Regions from separate parts of the Mus musculus genome. Here all the other regions are linked to region 4. Evidence: chromatin contacts called from public Hi-C, HiChIP or PLAC-seq, Micro-C and promoter capture Hi-C data. All regions are on one chromosome and are shown on one strand. The core of a region is the stretch at or near the end of the contact, and the rest is flanking DNA. Distances in the headings are between cores, read along the strand shown.

What was found. Promoter capture Hi-C pulls out the DNA fragments that hold promoters and counts their contacts. Hi-C and Micro-C count contacts between places; a contact is called where the count stands out from the background. HiChIP or PLAC-seq counts read pairs in DNA pulled down with a chosen protein or histone mark.
Region 1: a Hi-C map of B cells shows a contact between it and region 4, with 10 read pairs. The contact joins the promoter of Mrpl33 here to the promoter of Ppp1cb in region 4. A contact is called at or near these places in 3 of 39 promoter capture datasets (the C10 cell line, cranial neural crest and liver), 3 of 484 Hi-C or Micro-C datasets (B cells, embryonic stem cells and myocytes), 9 of 115 datasets of contacts at active chromatin or transcription factors (the NIH/3T3 cell line, bone marrow-derived macrophages, embryonic limb bud and 3 more) and 3 of 9 other capture datasets (adipose tissue, liver and macrophages).
Region 2: a contact with region 4 is called in a promoter capture Hi-C map of neutrophils, with 11 times the contacts expected there. The contact joins the promoter of AI839979 here to the promoter of Ppp1cb in region 4. A contact is called at or near these places in 17 of 39 promoter capture datasets (the 3T3-L1 cell line, 3T3-L1-derived adipocytes, the HPC-7 cell line and 11 more), 9 of 484 Hi-C or Micro-C datasets (adipose-derived mesenchymal stem cells, cardiomyocytes, cortical neurons and 4 more), 19 of 115 datasets of contacts at active chromatin or transcription factors (DN3 thymocytes, the NIH/3T3 cell line, VIP interneurons and 14 more) and 3 of 9 other capture datasets (embryonic stem cells, liver and macrophages).
Region 3: a promoter capture Hi-C map of erythroid cells shows a contact between it and region 4, with 10 times the contacts expected there. The contact joins the promoter of Ctbp1 here to the promoter of Ppp1cb in region 4. A contact is called at or near these places in 1 of 39 promoter capture datasets (erythroid cells) and 3 of 484 Hi-C or Micro-C datasets (B cells, erythroblasts and spermatogonial stem cells).
Region 5: a Micro-C map of embryonic stem cells shows a contact between it and region 4, with 4 times the contacts expected there. The contact joins the promoter of Ywhah here to the promoter of Ppp1cb in region 4. A contact is called at or near these places in 4 of 39 promoter capture datasets (cranial neural crest, frontonasal cranial neural crest, maxillary cranial neural crest and 1 more), 4 of 484 Hi-C or Micro-C datasets (CD4 T cells, embryonic stem cells, erythroblasts and 1 more) and 4 of 115 datasets of contacts at active chromatin or transcription factors (bone marrow-derived macrophages, effector CD8 T cells, extraembryonic endoderm stem cells and 1 more).
Region 6: an H3K27ac HiChIP or PLAC-seq map of epiblast stem cells shows a contact between it and region 4. The contact joins the enhancer-like site here to the promoter of Ppp1cb in region 4. A contact is called at or near these places in 3 of 39 promoter capture datasets (the C10 cell line, embryonic stem cells and liver), 1 of 484 Hi-C or Micro-C datasets (embryonic stem cells) and 6 of 115 datasets of contacts at active chromatin or transcription factors (the NIH/3T3 cell line, bone marrow-derived macrophages, embryonic stem cells and 1 more).

What each region holds. Positions count from the first base shown.
Region 1 is chr5:31,612,310-31,616,190 of GRCm38.p6, forward strand. Mrpl33 (mitochondrial ribosomal protein L33) reads left to right here and starts at 1,642. Exons shown (of 4, transcript NM_025796.3): 1 at 1,642-1,713; 2 at 2,294-2,312. The coding sequence starts at 1,692. All of the region lies in intron 2 of Gm38424 (a long non-coding RNA gene), which reads left to right.
Region 2 is chr5:31,568,836-31,572,822 of GRCm38.p6, forward strand. It overlaps AI839979 (expressed sequence AI839979), which reads right to left and starts at 2,562. Exons shown (of 3, transcript NR_102275.1): 1 at 2,349-2,562; 2 at 1,965-2,084; 3 at 757-1,595.
Region 3 is chr5:33,273,476-33,277,258 of GRCm38.p6, forward strand. It overlaps Ctbp1 (C-terminal binding protein 1), which reads right to left and starts at 1,529. Exons shown (of 10, transcript NM_001198861.1): 1 at 1,304-1,529.
Region 4 is chr5:32,457,144-32,461,119 of GRCm38.p6, forward strand. It overlaps Ppp1cb (protein phosphatase 1 catalytic subunit beta), which reads left to right and starts at 1,827. Exons shown (of 8, transcript NM_172707.3): 1 at 1,827-2,264. The coding sequence starts at 2,213.
Region 5 is chr5:33,017,422-33,021,096 of GRCm38.p6, forward strand. Ywhah (tyrosine 3-monooxygenase/tryptophan 5-monooxygenase activation protein, eta polypeptide) reads left to right here and starts at 1,395. Exons shown (of 2, transcript NM_011738.2): 1 at 1,395-1,733. The coding sequence starts at 1,647.
Region 6 is chr5:31,628,731-31,632,286 of GRCm38.p6, forward strand. The region is part of intron 7 of Rbks (ribokinase); the gene reads right to left. All of the region lies in intron 2 of Gm38424 (a long non-coding RNA gene), which reads left to right. Among named protein-coding and RNA genes, the nearest start is that of Mrpl33, 17 kb to the left of the region's middle. Within about 2 kb of position 1,556, at least 145 of the 459 cell types and tissues checked have an H3K27ac peak or open chromatin away from gene starts, as enhancers often do. A contact at or near this core is called in the NIH/3T3 cell line and epiblast stem cells, where this site is marked.

The sequences.
Region 1 (3,881 bases), core at 392-2,891, 850 kb before region 4:
TCAGGTGGAAAGAAAAACTAAATCTGGAATTACATCTGTATCAGTAACATCTTAATCAAGTCACCAGCTGCCAGCACTGTGTTAGGTGTAAATAACAGGCAGATGTACCTAATGGGAGGAGAAAGTAATTGCCTCCTTCACACTCCATTCAAGCATTCAAGAGACATGGTATCTTTTTTGTGTTCCTGTGTTATATGTGTGTACATGTGAACTGGCACACATGAACATATGTGCATGTGTGGAGGACAGGCCAATGTTGCTTTCTCTCTACCCTATTTAATTTTTTTGGAGATAGGATCTTTACTGAACCTGGAACTCTCTGATTTAGCTAGACTAGCACTAAGTACATGCCTGCCATATTTGAAAATTTAAAATATGACCTCCAGATTTTGAAGATTTGGATTCAAGACCTAGACTTTCCACTAATAACTGGAACAGCCTTGGCCAAGTTAGTTATTCTTATCCTTGGATTCCTCACATGGAAATGGAAATACAGCATTGCTGAGAAGATCACTTAAGACAACAACAACAACAACAACAACAACAACAACAACAACAACAACAGGCCAGAGAGGATTGCTTAGCCACTATGAATATTTGTTGCTCTTGTATGGGAGTAGGGTTTGCTTTCCAGTACCCACATGGTGGCTCACAACTATCATAACACTCTGGTTCCAGATTTGAAGCATGATGCTAAACTTCTCAGGTACCAGGCACACAAGTGGTACACAAATATACAAGCAAGCAAAACACTCAGGCGTAAAAATAAATTATAATATAGGGAGAGTCATTATAAACACACAAATTAAGCAAAACAACAGCAAAAATAATAAAATCCTGATTATTAATTGGGAGATGAAGTTACCAGTGAGGTCCCTGGTGGTGGAGTTAGGACTTCTTGCACAGGCATAAAAATATTGCTGGGCAAATGGTAGATCAGAGTACAATATCCAGAGACTACCCCACCCGGGGATCCATCCCATAATCAGCCATCAAACCCAGACACTATTGCATATGCCAGAAAGATTTTGCTGAAGGGACCCTGGTATAGCTGTCTCGTATGAGGCTATGCCAGTGCCTGGCAAATACAGAAGTGGATGCTCATAGTCATCTATAAGATGGAACATAGGGCCCCCAATGGAGAAGCTAGAGAAAGCACCCAAGGAGCTGAAGGGGTCTGCAACCCTATAGGTGGAACAACACTATGAACTAACCAGTACCCCCAGAGCTCGTATCTCTAGCTGCATATGTATCAGAAGATGGCCTAGTCGGCCATCACTGGGAAGAGAGGCCCCTTGGTATTGCAAACTTTATATGCCCCAGTACAGGGTGGGTAGGGGAGCATATAGGGAACTTTCGGGCTAGCATTTGAAATGTATATAAAGAAAATATATAATAAAATTAAAAAAAAAAAAAGATAGATCAGTGTCTCTTGGGAAAGGCTACATGTTTTGGAGCCAGGCAGATCTGGGTATTGTGATATTTGGCAGTATTATCTTTTGTATGGAGGGGGGGTCCTTCCCATAATACCACAAAATTCACTACCAATAAATCACTGAGTCAGAGACTGCCCGAACTTCAGGGGAGGGCGTGGCTTCTGTCCACTTCCTGAGCCTTCTACCGGAACCCGCGCATGCCCCGGAAGTAGTCGTTGAGCTCTTTAGGCGGGTCTCGGTGAGAATCGGTGGACCATGCTGCTCTCCGCTGTCTCTTGTAAGTCGGTCTGAGGCGGCGGCAGGGCCTGCGGCGTGGAGCCGAGGCGGTGACCCGCAGGTCCCGAGGTGGAGCCCGGAGGGGTGGAGGACCTGGCGCGGCGGCTGCCACCCCGCGGCGCGCCTCCGGGTCTGGTGAGAAGGCGGCGGGAGCCCCGTCGCCCTCTGCAGGGGTGTCCGAAGAATGTCTACTGGCCGCTGTGGTATTACCCCGCTGCCTGGCTCCTGGCTGACATCCTGATTAGAGTTAGCATCTCAGGCGACTTTGCTGCAGTCTGTAAAGTTCAAACAAGAGCTGTGTTGCAGTACAAATATTTACACTATAGAAGGGTGGGGATAGAGCAGATATTACTTAGAACGATGTTAAGATGGCAGACAACTGTTGATTATACCAAGACAACAACAACAACAAAACATTCATAATTGTGTGGGCCAGACTCACACCAGGAAAAAGTTATTTTAGTGTAAAGTGGGGAATACTTTTAAAGTGTTTTTGGTTACAACTAATGTTGATAAGCACTTCGAATGAAAAAAATAACAACCTTATCTTTTTTCTTTCTTCCAACCTTTACACACACAAGTTGCCAAGAGCAAGTCAAAGTAAGTAAGGTTTTTGTTTTATTGGCCCAGTGTTTGGGTTTGATCTCCCAAGAGTTGATCTGGGGTTATTTATTTGGTTAATTATTTTGTTGATGTGAGCACCTTGGGGGAAAAGTCCTTTGATGGTGCTACCATTGACAGTTCGATCCTGGGTTGCAGATACATAAGCTGAGAATGCATCTGATATACCAAAACCACAGATCATGTCGCTTAGCAACCCTGCTTCCTCTTCCCTTTGTGGCTGGTAGGAAGCCGAGGTACCCGTTACTAACTGGGGAAGAGAGCACAGTGGGAAATGTGGCCTCTTGCAAAGCAGTGCATTTGCACTGGGTAAACTGAGGATGTAAGTTGAGGACTGTGCTGTCTCCCTTCTGTCCCAGGGAGTATTCACAGCCTTTGTGTAAAGGAACTTTGCTTCTGGTCTCACCTCAGAATCTATTAGTTCATTGCTTTGCTCCTAAAGCAAGCATCAGGCTGGTGATCTGTTTGGCTCTACCTAACCAGAGCCATTTGCCTGAGTCTTCTGCAGGAATCTACAGATGAGCTCTGATTTGATGGAAACCTAGAGCCTGTTTATAGAAGTCAGTCCAAGCACTAGAAAGATTGCAGAGCTAAGCGTTAGGCAGCTGGAACTGAGAGGCTAGACCTGTGCCTTGCCTATGGGCCAGTCCATCTGTTCCATAATTTCAGCCCTAGGAGGCACAGACTTAGTGTCTTGTAGGGCTCCTCACAGAGTAAGTACCCCATAGAGACTTGTTGAATCCGTGTGACTGAATGGATAATTATGTTAATTATATAACCCTCTCTCCCCTCCAGTACTGGGCATTGAACCTAGGCCCATGCTGGGCACAAGCTCTCTTCCTGAATTCTGTTCAGCCTCATATTTGTTTTTCTAAGTTTTCAGACTCAATGAGTTGCCCAGGTTGGCCTTGAACTTGTGAACTTCCTGCTCCAGCCTCCTAAGTGGTTAGGGTTATTGGCCTGTACCACCATACCTAGCATCATTGTCTTTCTTGTTCCATCAACAAATACTGTAGTCTTCAGGGGCATTGTTTGAGGAGTAATGTGGCCTTCTTGGCTTTATTTTGTTTTGAGACAGGATCTCAGTCTGTGGTCCAGGTTGATCCTCCTGTCTCAGCCTTCAGAGTGCTGAAATTATAGATGTGAGCCTCCATGCCCGATTGTGGTTTCAAGTGCTTCAGATGTGTAATGGCATGACGAATGGCTTATGTGGGGAGGCAAAGATGACACACACATACGAGAAAGTAACAGCACAGGTATTCAAAGGTCAGGGAGATAAATGATAAGTTTGCTGGTTTGGATGGCTAAATGAGATACAAAGGTGCCCAGGGCCTGTGCATCAGTGATGTAAAACTTGAGATCTATTTTGTCCCTTCTTGCTATCAGTCTTTTTGGAAGATTGGCTCTCCTTAGGCAGCCATCTTCAGGGTTGCCTTACTGTATGTAGCTGTGACTACTGTCACCCTATATATTCTCCCACCAGATGTCTGCTCCTCATGAGAGATGCCCTCAGAGGCTGATTCTCTGATTTGGCTTCCTCACTGCCGC
Region 2 (3,987 bases), core at 1,312-3,811, 890 kb before region 4:
CCCACCAGGCATTGGAATTGGGGTGCCTGCTTTTTGGCGAGGGGCATTTCTTGATTAATTTTTTTTTAATGAGGGAGACTAAAGTGGGCCAGATAAAAAGTCAGGGGAGATAAGAAGTCAAGAGTGCCCATCAGAATGTGAAGGGTCACAAGCAAATGGGAGCCCTAGAGAGTTCCCAAGGAGATACAGGCAGATTGGTGCCCATGTAGAGCTAGGAGGAGAACCCCTGTGGGAAATGGAGGATCTAGAGTCAAGAGCAAGCCTACTTGAAGGTCTAGTAATGTCATAATGAGCCACTCTAGTTTCCTGGAGATCGGGTCCTGGTCCGCATTCAGTGTTCTAGAAATAGCTTATCTTACATCACTTCCTTAATTTGGGCTCAGTGTACCTGTTTCAAGTCATTGGGTGGCTCATACAAGATACGTTAGGTTGAGTAATCTTTAAATAGAATTTCATTTCTCAAGGTTCTAGAGACTGGGAAGTCCAAGATTTCAAGGCACCAGCAGATCCTTACAAAGTAGACAAGCTCTCTCAAGCCATTTTCCTAATACTATTCTTGAAAGTCTCCTGGGAGACTTAGTTACCTCCCAGGGTTTCTGCCTCCTAGTAAGTAGTATGGCTAGAAATTAGCCAGGCCCAGTGGTGGTGTGTGTGTGCAGTGCACACCTTTAACCCCAGCACTTGGGAGGCAGAGGCAGGAGGATTTCTGAGTTTGAAGCCACCCTGGTCTACAGACACACACACAAATAAAATATGATAAAGATTTAAAAAACAAAATTTATTGGATGTTACATGTTCATAAAGGCAACAGCAGACAAGGTGCATGTGATTCAAAAGCAAAAAAAAACCTCCAGTGACCAAGACCTTTTAAAAGACGCTGCCTCTTTCACTTTCAGCCATGTGAGGAACTTGATCGTTTTTCCTACTTATTCATTGATATATATATTTATTCACTTTACATCCCAATTGCTGCTCCCCTCTCCCCGTACCTCCTTCACACAGTCCCCCATCCCCTTTTCCTCTGAGAAGATGGAACCCTCCCTCTTCCCTCGGTTATCCCCCAACCTAGGTACATCAAGTCTTTGCAGGGCTAGGCACATCCTTTCCCACTGAGGCCAGACAAGGCAGCCTAGTTAAGGGAACAGGACCCACAGGCAGGCAACAGATTCAGGGACAGCCCTTGCTCCAGTTGTTGGGAGATCCACATGAAGACCAAGCTACATATCTGTTCCATATGTGCAAGGAGGCCTAGGTCCAGCCTGTGTATGCTCTTTGGTTGATGGTTCAGTTTCTGGGAGCCCCTAGTGGTCCAGGTTAGTTGACTTTGTTGGTCTTCTTGTAGAGTTCCTATTTCCTTCAGGGCCTGCAATCCTTCCCACAACTCTTCCACAAGAGTCCCCAAGCTCCATTTAATGTTTGACTGTGGGACTCAGCATCTGTTTCAGTCAGCTGCTGGGTAGCTGTCAGAGGAGTTATGCTAGGCTCCTGTCTACAAGCACAACAGGCTCCATATCCTCACTGCTAGGAGTCTCAGCTAAAGTCACCCCCATGGACTGGGATGGGTGAGACTCCCGGGAGCTTTACCATTTTGTCTGCTGTGAGAGAGAAGTCAGGAAAAACAAAAACAGAGCCTACTTAATTGAGTTCGGAACTTAAATCTGCCAGAACCCAATGCAGTGGGTGCCCTCACTGCCAGATGGCCAGCAGGTCCTTGGGAGTAAACCAGAAGACAGTTTTAAGAGGCTGTTGTTTCCCTAAGGACATAGCTTATAATCTGCCTGTGCTTGAAGTACTTGCACATACAGAGACTTCTTCTTTTTAAGCACATATTGATTAAATATAATGAGGCATACTGAGGTTGAGAGGAGAGATCAGGGAGGGAGGCGTCCATGCATACCCAGGGCTTTGAACAAGGGCTCCCCGACTCAAGGAAGTGCACAAACCCAAAATTACCAGGAACCTACCTGTGAGTTTGTTGTGGACAGTTTCTGGGATTCTGTGTAGCCTTTATCAGCATCTCTAAAGGGTCATTGTCCAAATATAGTTAAACAGACTTCGGACACGGAAGCGTTGGACTCCCATTCCTAGGCACAATGGCACAGTTTATAGCAGGTCCCTGTCAACCTCACTCCATCACCCCCTCAAATCCTTGCCTAGAAATCTATTCCAGCTAGCCTCCTTTTGCCCTACCAGGGGGAGGGGAAATCCGAAAGCTTATTTTTAGGCAGGCCCTGCCAAGACTCCCCGCAGTGGCTGGACTGCTGCTGGGCCTGAGGGGTGCCCGCGCCCCAGGAGGACAAGCAGTGTGCGGGAGGGGCCTGCGGGCACGAGCGGATGTCACAGCTTACCTCAGAGCCTGAATTAGAAGCCTGAAAAAAAAAATCACAGCAGGAAATAATGTGGTGCCCAAAATAGAAACATCAACCGGGAGAGAGGCCGGGAGTAGGTGGCGTTTGAGGCTCCTGCAGCGTCCTCCCCAGAGGCCTCCTGACAACCGGCAAGCGGGTTGGCATGAGATTGCAACCCAGCCCAAGAGGCCACAAAGGCACCGGCTGGATGTTTCAGCAAGGGAGAAGGAATGGGCAGTAAAGTGGAGAATCAGGACCGCCTCCTCTTCCCTCCCTCTCGACTTTCTCCTTCCTTCTCCAAAGTCTTACCGCCACCGCTGACCCCTTCCTCTTTTTCGGCATCATCCCTCAACCTTCTCCCCACACAATGACTTCTGCTTTTTTCCTCACTCTCTAGTGCCCCTTCTTCTCTGATACTGCCCCCACCCCGCTTCCTCCTTTCCCTCCCCACACCAAGCCCTTCATTTCTCCTGGGTGGTCTCTGCCCCAACCCGCCGCCCCCCAGCCTCCCGGTGCTTTTGGGTGCCTTCCTAGGTAACTAGTGGGAGCTCAGTCTAGCAGCAGCTAACTGAAGGTCAGCCTCCTGTGCCTGACTGCAGCCTGGCTGCACTGATCTCCCCTTCACCCCACACTCAGCACCCTCCACGCCTCTTTAGAGAAAAGGAGGCCCTGGAGTCTAAGGAAGATGGCAGGGTCAGGACTCCTTCCTCTGGGGCCTCTGGAGGGCTTGAGAGGAAGCAGAAACTTTGCAGGCAATCTTGGACTGTCTCTCCCTTCACAGCTGAGTTCCTGGTAGATTGCATGGTTTGCCAAATTTCCGTGTTTCTCATGCTGGCATGTGCCATTGGGCAAGGTATAAAGTCGGTGAGAACCAGACTTAAGGTCTCTCTGATGCTCCCCTTAACCTTCACCAACCCCGAGTGGGGAAACATCTGTGATCTCCTTTACAGTGGGAACTCAGATGCAGCAGGTGAGCTGGAGGATGGGGGACACTGGAGGATGGGGGACACTGGAGGATGGGGACACTGGAGGATGGGGGACACTGAGGATGTCTTTAATCTTAGCACTAGGTAGAGGCAGATGATCTCTAGGAGTTAAGAGTCCATCCTGGTCTACATGGTGAGTTCCAGGCTAGCCAAGGCTACATAGTGAGACCCTGTCTTTAAAAACAAAGGAAAGAAAAGTCGGAGTAGTAGGCATGCTGCATGTTTGTAAGAGTAGAAGGGCTGGGATCGAGGCACAGGGAGTGCAGCCCCTCTACTGACCTTGAACTTGGACCAAGTTCATTGACTTGGTATTTCCATACCCGGTTTTCTTCGTAACAAGATTTGTTTTTTATTATTTCTTTTCTGAATGTAAGCATGAGACATTCCATTACATATGTTGGGTAATTTCAATTATTAAAAATTCCCTAGGTGGGGCTGGAGAGATGGCTCAGCAGTTAAGAGCACTAACTGTTCTTCCAGAGATCCTGAGTTCAATTCCCAGCAACCACATATGTTCACAACCACCTTTAATGAGATCTGATGACCTCTTCTGATATGTTGGAAGCCAGCAACAGTGTGCTCATATACATTTTAAAAGGAAAGAAGAAAAAAAAAAGAAGAGAAAAGAGAAGAATCCCCAAAGCAAAGCATGG
Region 3 (3,783 bases), core at 279-2,778, 820 kb after region 4:
CCCTTTTCCTTCCTACAAGGCAAATTTGTCCTAATCAATCAAAAGCTCAACACGACAAGGGACATAACCCTGGGCCAGGAAAGGTTTGACAGGCAAGGCTGTCCTGCTGATTTCTGGAAGGCAATGGGCTGGGCCTGCCCTCCCTACCCCATGGGAAATTTGGACTATAACCCTGCTGGTTTGGGTGCAGAGCCTCTTCCTACAAAAGTGTGTGTGTGTGTGTGTGTGTGTGTGTGTGTATACACATGAGCCTCCAGGGAGTTCAGCTCTGAAGAGGTGCAGTGTAGGGGAGGAGTACCCACCACCAGTCCAGGATGAAGGCAGGCCTGGAGGGCCTTACCCCGCCACACCCTGAAACAAACTGACAGGATCTGCAAAATGGCCTTGTGTGATAAGAGGTATAGTGGGCCATCACAGGGCGCCTCCCTTTTTCCCTCCTGCCTACAGTTCCTTATTTCCTGCTGGCAGCACACGCTGCGAGGATTCATCCCCTGCCAGCTTTCAGGCTATAAGGAAGAAGGCAGTGCCCTTGTGAGAACAGAGCTGGGGGTCAAGCCGTGTGGTCATTAAAGTGGAAGCGCCAAAGAGAGGGACACTGTAGGGCACTTGGACGGTGGGCAAAAGGCTCCTCCCTAATCCGAAACCTCTCGGCTGCCCCGCCCGAAGGTGGGGTCGTCTTCGCTGCGCGTGCGCCAGGCTACGCGGCCAGGGAACGCAGCCAAGGAAGGACTGCCCTCCACAGGCAGGACCCCTGTGGCTTAAGGACTTTCATAAATGAATAAAAAAAAACGTAAGTGGTCCAAATCCAGGTGCCAAGCTGAGCATCACTAAGTCGACCAGAGGGGTGATAGGCATGTAGGCCACCCATGTTCCCTCAGCGCCACCTCTAGAGACTACCCGCTCCCGGATCTGCCGACCCGAGGCCCATGCGGAATCCGCAGGCTCGTCACTCCGGGAACACCTAGGTCCCGGCTGGGTGTCCACGAGAAGGATCCTCGCGGGACCCCGGGCCAGGAAGACAGGCCCGGCTCGGTCACAGTCTGGGTCGCACCACCACAGGCCCCTTTGTCACCTGCGCGGGTCGCGAGCGGGCATCGGAAAATAGGGACGCGCACGCGCGTGCAGCAGTTCGCGCATGCGCATCACCCGTTGGCCTCCTGGGTTTCTCCCCCCCAACCAGGCGCGCGCGCAGCGAGCGCGCACGCGCACTCGCACACAAAGCCAGCGCCGCGCGCGCCCGGCCGCCCCGCCCCCGCCCCTCCACCCCCCGCCCGCAGCCGGAAATGCGCGCGCGCGGCCTTACCCAGCGGCAGGCCCTTGTTGAGCAAGTGGGAGCTGCCCATTGAAAGGTGCGGGTGGCCGCGGGCCCCGATGAGTCCGGCGCTCTCCGCCGCCGCGAGCCCTGCGCCTGGGGCGGCTTCGGCGCAGTCTGCTACTCCGCCCGGCCGCCTGCGCCCGGCCACCGCCGTGCCGAGCCGCCACCGCGCCGCCAGCCGCGCTCCGACCGACGAGCGGGCGGGGACACGCGGCGCGCGCGCGCGGGCGTGGCCTCGGTTGGTCTGCTGTTTGCAGGCAAGGCGGCGCGCTGGACGTACGCGGGCGGCTCAGGGGCCCAGCTGCCCGCCGGCCCGACGCTCGGCCCCCACCCCCAGCGCCCCTCCCAGGCTGGATTCCCTTCCTGGACACGCCCCCAGCTGTACCCGCCCCCGGCCTCCCCTCCCCTGCGCGTACCCCGGACTGCGCCCCTGCCACTCCTTGGCGCGGTGACCTGGGCCGGAGCCTGAGTGGTGAAGCAGCCCATCCGCGTGGGGCGCTACCAGTCTAGTCGCCGGGGCCTCAAGAGGACAGCGAGAGCGGTTCACTCGGCCCCTTGTGCGCTAGAGCTGGGGCCGCGGACCCAGGACCCAGGAGCTGGACAGCGCCCCAGCCAGGGAAAGTGATCTGTGCGCAGGGACAGATGCCCGCTGGCCACCCCAGAGTAAGCGACTGACTGTTGGTGGGACTGTCAGACAGGCGTAGCGAGGGATACCGCTTAGCTGTTAAAAAAAATAAAAATAAAAAAAAATAAAATAAAATAAAATAATAATAATAATTAATAATAATAATAATAATAACATCACGGGAACAGTCCAAACTGAAGGATGCTGAAGGCCATATGGTTACGAGTTTTGAAAATCAAATCTTTGAGAAAGGTGGGCAGTATCAATGAGGGATGACAAGGGCCTGGGCATCTGTTTACAGAAAAAATGCTTTGAAAATACCTTCCAATTCCATCTATTGGCAGACATGGATGGAGAAAAAGATCTAACAGGTGGAGTCTCAAACCTGCTACAGTATTTCCTAAATAGACTGAGGGCTAGGGGGGAAAGCCAGCAGATGTACACTTTCCCTTAATCCCCACCCCTATCCTGGACTGTCTCTCCTGGTCTGTTCCAGTTTTCTCGAGCTGCAGGTGACTCCCTACAGATCCATCCAAAGGGCTCCTCCCAGTTGTTCCATCCTAACATAGCAACTCCATGGCAGAGTGACACCTCCTATTCCTTCTCAGGCTGCCCAAATTCCCACTTTTTCTTGCACATTGTGACTAGGACCACCACATCACTCCATCCTTGTGAGGGATTATATCAGGGCTTGTATAAAAACCCTTAGGGCTCAAAAGATGGCCTAATAGGCCATCACTTGAAAGAGGCACATTGGACTTGCAAACTTTATATGCCCCAGTACAGGGGAACGCCAGGGCCAAAAAGGGGGAGTGGGTGGGTAGGAGAGTGGGGGGGGTGTGGGTATTGGGGACTTTTGGTATAGCATTGGAAATGTAAATGTGCTAAATACCTAATAAAAAAATGGAAAAAAAAAAAAGAAAAAAAAAACCCTTAGGGCCTCCCAGGAAACCTCGGAAACCTCCCAGGAAGCCTCGGAAACCCAGGCTTCTTGTCACCATCACACTGGCTTGGACTCCTACTCCAGGGATGGTCCCTGCAGGCAGGAGTCTGCTCCTGCGGATGTGAGGTAGAAAGCCACTAGGTAGAGATGTGGAGATGCACAGGTGGTTCTGAACATGCCCATCCTAAGAGACCCTATGACCTTAGGATTGCCCAAAGGCACCTGTAAGCACTTGCTCCTGAGAGAGCATCTGGTGTCTGTTGGGCCACATTCACCCTCACTCCACTCTGTTCAGCATTGCTCAAGGTCTGAAGTCCTGAGCCATCATCCTGGTGCCAGTAAGAGAGTATGATGTTTTACCCTTACCCTGGCAGTCTCCACCACAGGCCATAGGTTAGACTGGTTACTGGTAAATGGACCCATCCTGCCTGCCTCAGCTGTTTATCCTCTGGCAAAGCTGTACTTTCCCTGGGATCACACTTATCAGAGTGATAAGGGGATCCCAGTTGTTCCCTTACCAGAGAGTACTAGGTTTTCATCCAAGGAATGGGCCTGGTAACACAGCACTCCCCTCAGCTTAATCAAATCACATCTGCCCTCTGAGACTAGAGGATACCTTGTACCCAACCAAAGAGACCTATGGAGAGACAGGCCCAAGGCACTGCCCTGTGTGCCAGCCCTTCTTCGAAGTAATTTGAGAATCTAACATGAAAGGTTTACACTCTGCCTTTCTCAAATATTCGGATTGTTTACATAACTTATAGAATAAATAGTATGGAAACTGGATGGAGCTTTAAGCATATGCACTATGAGACATATTATAGGTATATTCCATATGCACTATAAGACATATTAGAGGTATATTCTGATGCTCTAAGTTCTACAGTGTAATGCTTACTT
Region 4 (3,976 bases), core at 577-3,076:
CCATTTCTTTTTCAATCTTCCAAGACACTGGAAAACCTGACGGGGAATGGAAACTCTGACCTTCTCTCTTGTTTCCTTGAACCCATAATTCTGTCGGACTGAATTGTGTCCTGTTTACAGCAACTCTCTTTTCAATGATCACTTTTTCTCTTTGTAGTCCCATTGGACGGGGGTACCCTTTTTAGCATGTCTGCATATAATTGAACTTTAGTTGTGGATAAGACTTAAAAGTTCTTTTCCTTGGGACTTATAGGGCCCATAAAAACATAAGACATCTACATAAGCATTCCCAAGTATTCTGAATTCTTAAAGTCATGGAAGAGATAGATTTGGAGAAATGGCATCAAAATATCTACCTCCATTTGTAACTGGTGTTTCAGTTTCTTAGTTTCTAGAAAGCAGAGAGTCAACTTTTTAGCCCATCTTTTTCAAGTTAACAGAATCTTCCAGCGTGCATTTTGGAAATAAAGCCCCTGGTTTAATCTGATCTTTCCCATGCTTGGTTTCCTTTTTTTTTTTTCTATTTCCTTCTTTACTTTTAAAAAGTATTTTTATGCATATGAGTGCTTTGTCTGCATGTATGTTTGTGTACTATGTATAGTGCCCATAGAGAGGACCGAGAGGGCATCAGATGCCCTGGAACTGTTAGGTCTCAAACCTGGGACAAATGACAGAGGTACTTATTTAACATGTGAAAGTGGTTACTGGACCCAGGTTCTCTCAGCCATTCCTACCTGTTACAGGGTATGTATGGCATGCACACTCCCTGCCCTAATCTTCTCTTTCCCTCCCCCTCAGAGTCATGCTCGCTCTGAATATTCCCAGATGTCTTTCCTCCCAACTATGTTCTCCCATTTATCTCTAATAAACCTTTTTCTTCATCATACCTAGAAGCAATCATGTCCTTTTCTTTTTATTTTATTTTTATCAGAATCAAAATTACAGATAGATAGTTGTAACCATGTGGGTGCTGGGAATTGAACCCATGTCCTCTGCAAAAAAACAGGCAGTGCTCCTAACCTCTGAATCATCTCTTCAGTCCCTGTATTTGTTTTTAATTTATCCCAACTGCAAGCATTTATTATGTAGCTGAAGATGACCTTGGGCTTCTGGATCTTCTGCCTCCATCTCCCAGTTGTAGGGATTACAGGTCTCTTATGCCCGGTAAATGTGATTTTTATCCTCTAGGAACCGAGTGCAGTAGAGAAATGTTTAAAAATCACAAGATAAGAGAATTAAGCAATATAAGAAATCAATGAACAGAAAAGAACTATAGAAAAGTGGTATCCTGAGTGTATGGAGATGTCGGGAGCGTGTAAAATCTTATTGCTGTTGACTGAGGCCCACTTTGAATCCTGTTTCTTCTAGGGTCACCTGGCGAATCAGCGACTCTGGTGATGTGATACAGAGCCCTTGATCTGCAATGTCAATCTTTTTCAACAGAGAAGTCTCTTATCTCCAGCACACCTGGGTTTCCAACATAGGCAACTGAAACCCACGTTTCCGGGTTAGCGGAAATACGAGCAATTGTTTTGAAAACCAGTGACTGAAACCTAGAAAAGAAAAGCAAGGCGGGAAGAACGCAATAGTTAACTCTGCGGAACCACCAGGCCCTGGGGAGCAGGGAAGGAAGGTCATTCCAGCCTACGCCGGCTCTGCGTTCACAAGCAAGGCAGGCTCCGCCCTGCGCCTGCGTAGTGGCGACTGTTCGTTGCAGTGGAACGCCTGAGAGAGGGAATCGCTCCTGCGCGTTAGCAACCGCGGAGGGGAGGGCGGGGAGCTGGAGAGGCAGGAAGGGGACGTGGCGCGCGTGCGCGCAGTTCGGCGCGGCTAGGCGGCCCGCAAGGGCGGAGGGGAGGGAGTGACGCTGAGGGCGGGGCTGTCCGTGGCGCTGCCGAGCTTTGCGGAGCTGGGCGGTGCCGAGGAGGAGGTGGAGGAGGCGGTGGCGGCTGGGGTCTGACGCGGCCCGGTTCCTGACGCGGCCCGGTTCCTGGGGGCCTGCTTGTTTATTTATTTATTTCCAGTGGGCGCCGCCAGCGTGTGCGCGCGCTGTCGCTGCTCGGCGGGGAGGGGGTGGGGGGAGGGCCCGCGCCCGGGGGGAGTTGGAGCCGGGGTCGAAACGCCGCGTGACTCGTAGGTGAGAACGCCGAGCCGCCGCCGCCGCCGAGAAGCCCTGTTAACGCTTTAGGGAGGAGAGTCTGGTGCCGACAAGATGGCGGACGGGGAGCTGAACGTGGACAGCCTCATCACCCGCCTGCTGGAGGGTGAGTGCGGCGCCGGCTCGTCTCCCCACCCGGCCGCGGGGCCCTTCCCGCTCGAGCTGAGGTCGGAGAGGAGGGCAGGCGGGCGGGCGGGCGGGCGGGCCGGGTGCCCCAGGAGGCCAGGAGCGCGGGCTGGCGGGCGGGCAGGCGGGGAGGCCGGGCCGAGCGAGGCCGGAGGCCCATCGGCTGGTACAGTCTTCCCGAGAGGCGGCCGGGCTCCGCTTGGCCGCTGTGCTGGCCTCTGCAGACCGTTCCGAAGAAGGGGCGAGGATGCCTGCCGCTGGGCTTTGTGTGTCCGTGGAATGTGTATTTCTCGGTTCTCTTTGTGCGTTGCCCTTGGCAGCCTCCGATGGTCGTTCCGGTAGTGAATTTTACATAAAACCTTCCCAGTAAGGCTCTCGGATCGTTTGCATTTTACTGGATGCTCTAGAAAGAATTAGGGAGAGGATACGATGACTAGTTTACCATTTATTATCTGGAGTATAAAAAAACAGTAAAAATCCTGAATCAGGTTAAAGACGTCCGTTAGAAATACGAAACGCCCGGATACATGTGCTGAAGGGGTTGATTTGGGGGCTTTTTTTTTTTTTTAAACATGTTTGAGCCGAGTTTAATTTCTGCACAAACTTAGCAAATGTCTGTTGTGAATAATCTCTTGAGCTTAAAAGGTATTTTACAAGTGTTCTCAGCATTTGAAGTTCCGGGTTCTTATGCTTTTATCGATTAGTTTTGTGTTGGTGGGAACATAAGGAGAAAAGAGGAGATGGAGAGGCCAGTAGTTAAATGTATTGGTCCGTTGGGGGATACTGTTCGAAGTTAAAGGCGGGTCTTGGTCAAAAGAACCCTTTTACGCTATAAAATTTGCGTCGTCACTAATTGTGGAGTGTGTAAAAAAGAATTGCGTTTTTGAGTGGTTAAGAGTCCTTTTTGTCAGCCTCCTAATGAATGCGTGTGTTTACTACAGCGAAGCTGTTTGTGTTTGGAATTTTACCAAAGAGCGTGGAGAGGGGTGACTTTTCTTTAACTAGTTAAAGTACGAAGTATTTATTCTCTGTTTAAAACAACAACAACAACAAAACAACTCTGTTTATATGCTCCAGATGTAAAAGCTTTCCAGCAGCCTTAAGGCTGAGAAAAAGGCAGAACTTTTACCAGGAACTCTTTCTTATTTACCTTCTCCTTTAGTATCAAGTTATTCCTGGGAGGCCCCCTGGTGCTTGCTGTGTTTACTGCTTGGGATTTTGTGGTCTTTAATTGATAGAAACATCTTGCTGGGTCTGTGAGAAATTTGTTTAGTTAAAAAAAATTTATGCTTGTAGTACATGGCTGGCTCTATTAGGGAAATATAGTTATTTTAAATCTTTATATCTTGTTACTCTTCGGAGAAGGGGAATTTAAGCCCACCACTGTTTTCATATAATCTAAATTTTAAATTAAATTTGGATCAGATTTTATCGCAGTTTATTAATATTTTTAATTTTTCATAAATACCTTATAGCAGATGCATGTATTTTAAACCGATCTAGAAGCCTTTAAATCAAATGTACTTCTATACAGTTACAGATGCTTAAATACAACTAATAGAGTGGGAGTTGTAGAGAAAAAGGGGAAAGTAGCCTGAGCTATATCATTGTTAAATATTTGGTTCTATCATCAGTCACCAGCACCCACCAGTCCCCCCTTCTTGGGTAAGAATACGTTCTTTTTTTCTAATA
Region 5 (3,675 bases), core at 145-2,644, 560 kb after region 4:
GAGGCAGGCGGATTTCTGAGTTCGAGGCCAGCCTGGTCTACAGAGTGAGTTCCAGGACAGCCAGGGCTACACAGAGAAACCCTGTCTCAAAAAACAAAACCAACAAAAACAAAAACAAAAACATGGCTCCTGAGCAGTCTTCAACATGAGCACACACACACACACTCCTCAGTGAACCTAAGGCCCCTTCTTCTGTGCTACAGTGGGCTAGATTTTTCTTATGTGTGTGCATGGCTTCTCTTTGTGTAACAGCCGTGTGTGTGTGTGTGTGTGTGTGTGTGTGTGTGTTTCAGACAGGATTTCTCTGTGTATCCCTGACTGGCCTAGAACTCAGAGATATGCCTGCCTGTTCCTTTGTTTCCTGGCTACTAGGATTAAAGACATGTTCCACCATGCCAGACTGTTTTGTTTTAATTGCACTTTTTCTAGCTTGAGGTCCAACCCAGGGACCTTTAGCACAGAACGACAGGAGCGGTGAAGGCTTAGTGTCCAGTCCATCGCCACAGAAATCCAAGAAGACACTGAAATTAGATTTTGGCCCCTCCACAAATAGGATATGTCACCTTGCCTTGAATTTTTGTTCCTTCTTCCACTGAGCATCAGGCCCTCCAGGCCAACACTGCACCTCTGACCTATAATCACTAATTCCCTAAAAAGATTTGAACCAGGCTAAGTCGACCCTGATAGTTGCCAACTTTTGGTTTTCCTAGGTTTACCAGGGTTGTAGATTGCACTTCTGCTTTGAAGAATGGGGGACCTGCTGAGCCTTTCCCGGAGTGGTTGTATGAAATAGGTTAGTGCTAGTCAAGGCCCAACAGTAAGTCAGGTCCCCGTAGGTATGTCCTGAACGCTACTCCGCTCTGCCAAGTTCCCTATCCCTTCCTGTGCAAGCCAGAGCTGGCCCAAGGTCAGTTTTAAGGATGGCACTACCCTGCAGTATTGTGGATTCTAGTGTGTCTGTGAGGGGCTGTCCCAAAGGGCAGGACCCACCCCACGCCGCTGACAGAGCTGACCGCTTGCTGGAGGTGGCAACACCCAACAAAGCCGCCCCTCGGTCCGGGGCGCCTCGGCTTTTCCATACAGGGTTATCTGCGGGTATCTGCTTCTCAAGCCCGAGCTCTATCATGGGTTCTGTAGCGTTTTCCTGGCCAGGGCTGCGACAACGCCTGCCTGCGGAACCACCATCGCCGCGCCCCAGCCGCTCCCCACCCTCCAACGCTGCGGCGGTAAACTGCAGTACTCCTAAGGCGCCTGCGCAGCTCTCCAGCGCGGCCCTCGCCGCGGCTATTTATAGTAGGTGACGTCACCTTAAAAAGACCGTTAGGGCTGGGCCGCCCCGCCCCCTCCCGTAGCTCGGCGGGCTGATCCGAGTGCGCAGGCGTGGTCGCGTCCTCCCCGCCCGCCCGCCCGCCCGCGGCGCCCCCTATCCTCTCTCGGCGGCTCCGCGGCGCTCGCCACAGCGCGTGCAGCCAGCCAGCGAGAAGGCGCGAGCGGCGGCGCAGCCTGCAGCCTCCCGCCAGCCGGCGAGCCAGTGCGCGTGCGCGGTAGCGGCCTCGGCGGCGACCGGGAAGCGGACGGGCGGGCGAGCGAGCGAGCGAGTGAGCAGGCGGTGTGGGCGTGCGAGGCGAGGCCGAGTCGCGAGCGACATGGGGGATCGAGAGCAGCTGCTGCAGCGGGCGCGACTGGCGGAGCAGGCGGAGCGCTACGACGATATGGCCTCCGCCATGAAGGCGGTGAGCGCGCTGGGGAGCCGGGCGGCCGGGGGCTGCGGGGCGGGGCGGCCCGAGCCTGGGCGGCGGCTCTCTCCCTACGCGCCGCCACCTTTTGGGCGCGGCGGCCGCTGGACTCTCCGTTTCCTGCGGCCTGGCCGGGGCGGGGTCTCCCCGGGAGGCCTCTCGGTGGCTGGCGGGCGGGGGTCGCCGTGTCCTAGCGCAGAGCCCCGGTGGGGGAGGGGGTGCCCGAGGAAAGGAGGAAGTCGCGTTCCTGCTTCTAGACCCTTCTGCCGGACCTGGGCGAAAGGCGCTTTCCTTCCACCATTCACCCACTTGTAATAAAGGCTCATCCGCGAGTGGAGACCCATCTCCTGGTTTTCTCTACTACGACCGGTTTGGTTTGCTTGTCTGAAGTTGTTTTTTTCCCCCACTTTCCACACCTCGGGTCTGGCTTTGTGTGGGAAGACCCCTTTCCAGCAGTCCTGGGCGTGAAGGAGGGTGTGGGTCCCTGCATACATCCCAACGGTCCATGCTGCGTGCCTTCCTGGAGATGAAATGAAAACGAAGCAACCCTGGGGGCCTTTGCATTCCTGAGACCCTCAGAGATGGATTCTGGAGCTTGATTTCCGGTAAAGGAGACCTGCCCAGCCACACCCTAGTCAATAGCTTAGCCTAGAGCCTACCTGCCTACCCAAGACTTTGGAGTTCTGTTACCACATCACTATAGACAACTCTTCACATCATCCTGGGTTTTTTCTAAAAGAATATTTCTTGTCAAGGTCACACAGTGGCAGAATTACAACTGTGGCCACCTAGCTCTTAAGACTAGGGAGAAAATTTCCTTGGATTCCACCTTAGACTTCTAAATACATAAACATTTTTGAGGGTGAGACCCAGAAATCTGCATTTTAGCAGCCCTTGGGCAGTTTTTAGCTGACCTAAGTATTAACTGCCCTGAATTGTAGCTCATATGACCTATGGCTAGTCTTTGAAAGGCTTTCTTAAACCCACATACTCCATACACATTTAATTTGGAAATTGTATTTTGATACTACATGAAATAGAAAATTGAGGCCAACATTTAGGATTTTCTCAGGTAAGAACAATAATCAAGTTAGCTTTCCTCCAGGGTCCTTGTACACATTCAGCAGGATGTCTCTGGAATCCAGCAACATCACAGGCAGGCCATTTGTTGATTCCTTGGTGATACTGATTTCAGCATTATGGTATGCTTTTCTGGTTAGAAGCATTCATTTATACCAGGGAACATTCTAGGTTTGGGGTATGAATTTTTCTGAAGAAATTGTGGATTCTTTGAGAAAATGAATTTAAAATAACAGTTTTGCAAAATTTTTTGGAAACAAGACTGATATTACTAAAGTGTACCCTGAAAGCCACCTCTATCCACACACCAAGTCACTACTAAATGTCTAAATGTTTCTGGTATTGTGCAAGTTGAGGCCTCTCCCTGAACAGCTGGCTTAGGGGGCCTTTGCTCCATATGTGAGTGGGCTTGGAGGTTTGGGCAGTTTAGGGAGGACCTCTGAAAATGAAGAGGATACACAGTAAAGGGGAAATGGCCATCAGATGTCTGGAGCTATCAACTATCCTGAGGTGGGAAGAAAGGAAAGACTAGAGAGAGATTATAAGAAAAAAACAATTTTAGCAGGAAAAAAAAGAAAAGGTTTCTGGTGTGTTTCTAAATGGCCTTGAAGAGTGTTCTGCAATTTCCTGCTTGTATCCACAGATGTTCTCCGAGGCATTGAGGAAACATTTTGCAAAAGCTAATGGACCTTTGTGTTTGAAATTTATAATCTATGTCTAAAATGATTCATCAGTTGGAAAAGATATCAAACATTGAGAATTTAATATTTGTACCATCAAATTTATGGTAAAACATTCCCTCAAATAAACTGTTAAAAACGAGGAGTATTTTCTATCAGAATTCATGTTTGTCCCACCT
Region 6 (3,556 bases), core at 306-2,805, 830 kb before region 4:
AAGTTGCATTGCACCCGAGTGCCTGTGAGTGAGTGAGTCACACAAAGCCGAGAGGCCATGCAGTGAGGCATCTTGTGATTTTCAGTGTCTTGGAGGCCTGCAGCAACCCTGTGCCATCCTCAGGTTAAAGCTGAGGAAACTGATTCTCCTTGGTTCAAGGCATGTCAACAACTCTTCGATATTTAAAGAAAAGGCAGCGCTCACAGGCACAGTTTTCAGCGAGGTCATCTGTGTGGGACTCCAGTGACATAGCAGGACTGCCACCTCTTTATGACCTCGATTGTGCTAGGGTGTGGATGACCACTTGCATGTAATTCTGCACTACAGTGGCTCAAGTTTGCTGTGGAAACCTTACAGGGAAGGCAGACATTGCTTAGTCTTGTCTAGGGAAGGGTTTAGGAAGGACAGGCGGAGAGGCTTTCTTGACTGCCTGTGGGAAGAGCTTGTGTCAGGGATAAACACGAAGATCATGAATCTCTCCCTGTGCCCTGCATGCGATACCGTGTTGGTTACTTTTGCATCACTGTGACCAAAGAACTGAGTAAAAGAGGAGGAGAGGGTTGTTTTCCTCATTATTCCAGGGCTGGGGCAGGGGTCCGTAAGGACAAGAAAAGCACTTCATGGTAGGAGTGTGTGGCTTGACATAGCCTTCAAAGGCCTGTGCCTAGCAACTCACCTGCTGGCCTGGCTGTTTGTCCTCCAGGTCCTCTGTGCCACCCCCTGGGGGACAAGCACTCAGAATGTGAGTGTGAGGGGACCAATTGGATTCAAATCACAGCAGGTACCATTTCCTCTATGCTTGCCACAGGAGCAGAGAGTTTGAACTAGATTGCCTCAGGCAGGTGTGGGGGAAGAAGGGGACAACAGAGGAATTGTTGTTTTCAGGGGATAAAGGCTGAGAAGGACAATCAGAGACTCTTTACTGCTGAGGGAGGAACAACAACCAGGAGGGACTCAACAGGAAGGAGAAAATGCAGGAAACTGAGGAAGGTAAGAAAGATGGAGAAGATGGGAGGAAACTGGCCATGGCCAGAGCAGGCCTGGGGGTTTCAAGCAGGTACTGTCGTCCTGGGAGTGAGAGGCTGAAGTGTAACAACAGAGATCAGAAGTCACCAGAGCTGAGGCTACCTGGAAACTATGGGAGGGAGGGAGGGAGGGAGGGAGGGAGGGAGGGAGAGAGAGAGAGAGAGAGAGAGAGAGAGAGAGAGAGAGAGAGAGAGAGAGAGAGCACATGCCATTCTAAGAATGCCTCATCTTACAGGAGGGGGGTACCAGCAATGAAACAGGCTTATAAGAGTCCTAGTTTGTCAAATTCCAGATGACAGAAAATGGGTGAGTTGGAAGGAATGACAGATATTAAATGTGGTTGGGAAAATCCCCAAGGTAAAACACTTGCTGGGCAGCACCGCAGCTCCCGGGTGATCTTGCGAGAGTGATGTCAGCCCTGAGGCTTCATCTGTTAGGAATCTGAACCCACATGGCATGATTCAGAGGCCAAACTGCCCGAGCCACCCGAACAGAGCCCCCACATTCCTCCTGGATGTCTTCACACATTCCATCTGACAAGTAGATACCACTTGCTTTTCTTTTCAAGGCCTCTCCCTCCATAGAGCTATTCAGAGCCCACACTGCAGGCTGAATTCCTTAGTCTGCTTGTGGTTTCAGAAATGGCTGAAACATGATGACACACCATTTCTTTTTCAAGGATTTGACTAGGGGCTCAGGAGAGAGCAGATGTAAATTGTCAGGGTCCCCACTACCTTCTACATGGTGCTGGGGGCCAGATTTGCTCTAGAGCACTCGGGTCAGCCCTGCTCTCTGCATTTGGTTCGGAATGGAATTGCCTTCCAGGGATCATTTTAGGGAGCTGCCTCAGTTGCTCTAGGCTGGCCTGGCAGTCAGGCCTACCCTCCTCTGGCACTGATGTCTAAGCATACACTTCTGCCTCCTTCCCCTGTCCAGGAGCTGAGGCATGAGAACCTGATTGGGTTTAGGCATCCCAAACTTCAGGGACACCATGCAGAAGGACCTTTTAATCTCTCTTCAGTCTCTTTGTTACCTCAGTCATCTTTTAGGGATGGTGAGTGGGTTGCCTTCTCACTTGTATTGAAGCCTCTCTGCCATTTGAAAAACTCACAACTGAGATGTTTTCTCAAGTGGAACCATGCACAAATGGGGTGGGGTCAGACAGATCCAAAACCCCCATTTGACTGATGTACTGGTTGTGTGATCTCTGGCAGGTTGTTCAGCTTTTCTGCATCTATTTACCTGTATGATGGGACTGTTGTAGCTACTAATTCAGACAATGTCAGGGGGTCCAGGAGAGCCTGGCAGAATGGGTGTTCAACACAGCAGGGCAGACTACATGGTATATCAGAGGCCATTTCTTTTACATGTAGTAGAAACTCATGACCTAGATGAGTGGGGGCAGACAAGGTTCCAGGAACAGAAGGGGTCACCATCATAGGGACTCCATCCTTTGAGAGTTAGAGCAAGGTTGATTTTCTGTTCCCAGCTCAGAGGAGAAGAGTCAGAGGGCTTGGAAGGGGTAGAAGCTAGTATCCTAGAGCCCCTGATTATGCAGGCCAGGATGTAAAGAGCTCCAGCAGTGGCCATCAGAATTTCCCCGGAACTTTGACCTTCACTCCGCTGTGGGCTAGGTGAGGTTCTCCATGAACCCTTTAGTGAGTTCATGAGAATCTGAAAGGAAATAAACCTTGAGACCTGTGATTCATGTAATTTATGTCAAATAGCCCAAAGAGTTGTTTGTGAGCTTTGAAACCTGGGGCTGAGAACATAGCAGAACAGGCTAGGACATGCCCGGGCAGGCCTGTCGTTACATGTCCTGACTGGCCTAGTGCCTCCCTATCTCCCGCCCTTCTGACAGTCTGTTAATGTTTAAATGGACCAATCATGTGAAACCGCGCCAATTCCTCCCCCAGCCCCACCCCTTTTCTATAAAAGTCCCTAGCTTCCAAGCCTCAGGGTCGAAACCACTGTCTCCTGCGTGAGATAAGTTTCGAACCGGAGCTCTGCCATTATGGCTCCACCATGTGGTCAGCACCTCTGTCTCCTGCGGGAGATACGTGTAGGCCTGGAGCTCCATCATTAAACTACCTCATGCTTTTACATCAAGATGGTCGTCTGTTCGTGATTCTTGGGTGCGTGCCGAACGAGAATTGAGTGGGGGTTTCCCCACTAGGTTCTTTCAAATCAAGTAACGGGAGTAGAGTGGACAGTCCTGGGGTCAGTGCAGAACTGGGGAAGCCAGGCAAGGCTCAGACATCCCTAGGGGATAAGGAGCAGAGGCTTTAGGAAAAGTCAAAGCCAAGAGAGGTGGGGCTGGAGATCGGCTCAGAAAGGGGGCTTCCCATGGCAATGACCGACATCCTGGACCTCCACTGCACTATAGCTTGGTAGAACACTCTGCTCTCCATGGCTGAGCAGATGCTGTCACTGCCAGGGAGAGTTGGAGCAGAGCTCAAAAGGTGGCTGAGCAAGCCTGGGCTAAGAGTCTCCTAGCAGCCCTGGAATCTGAGGTCAGGGCTCATCGTGG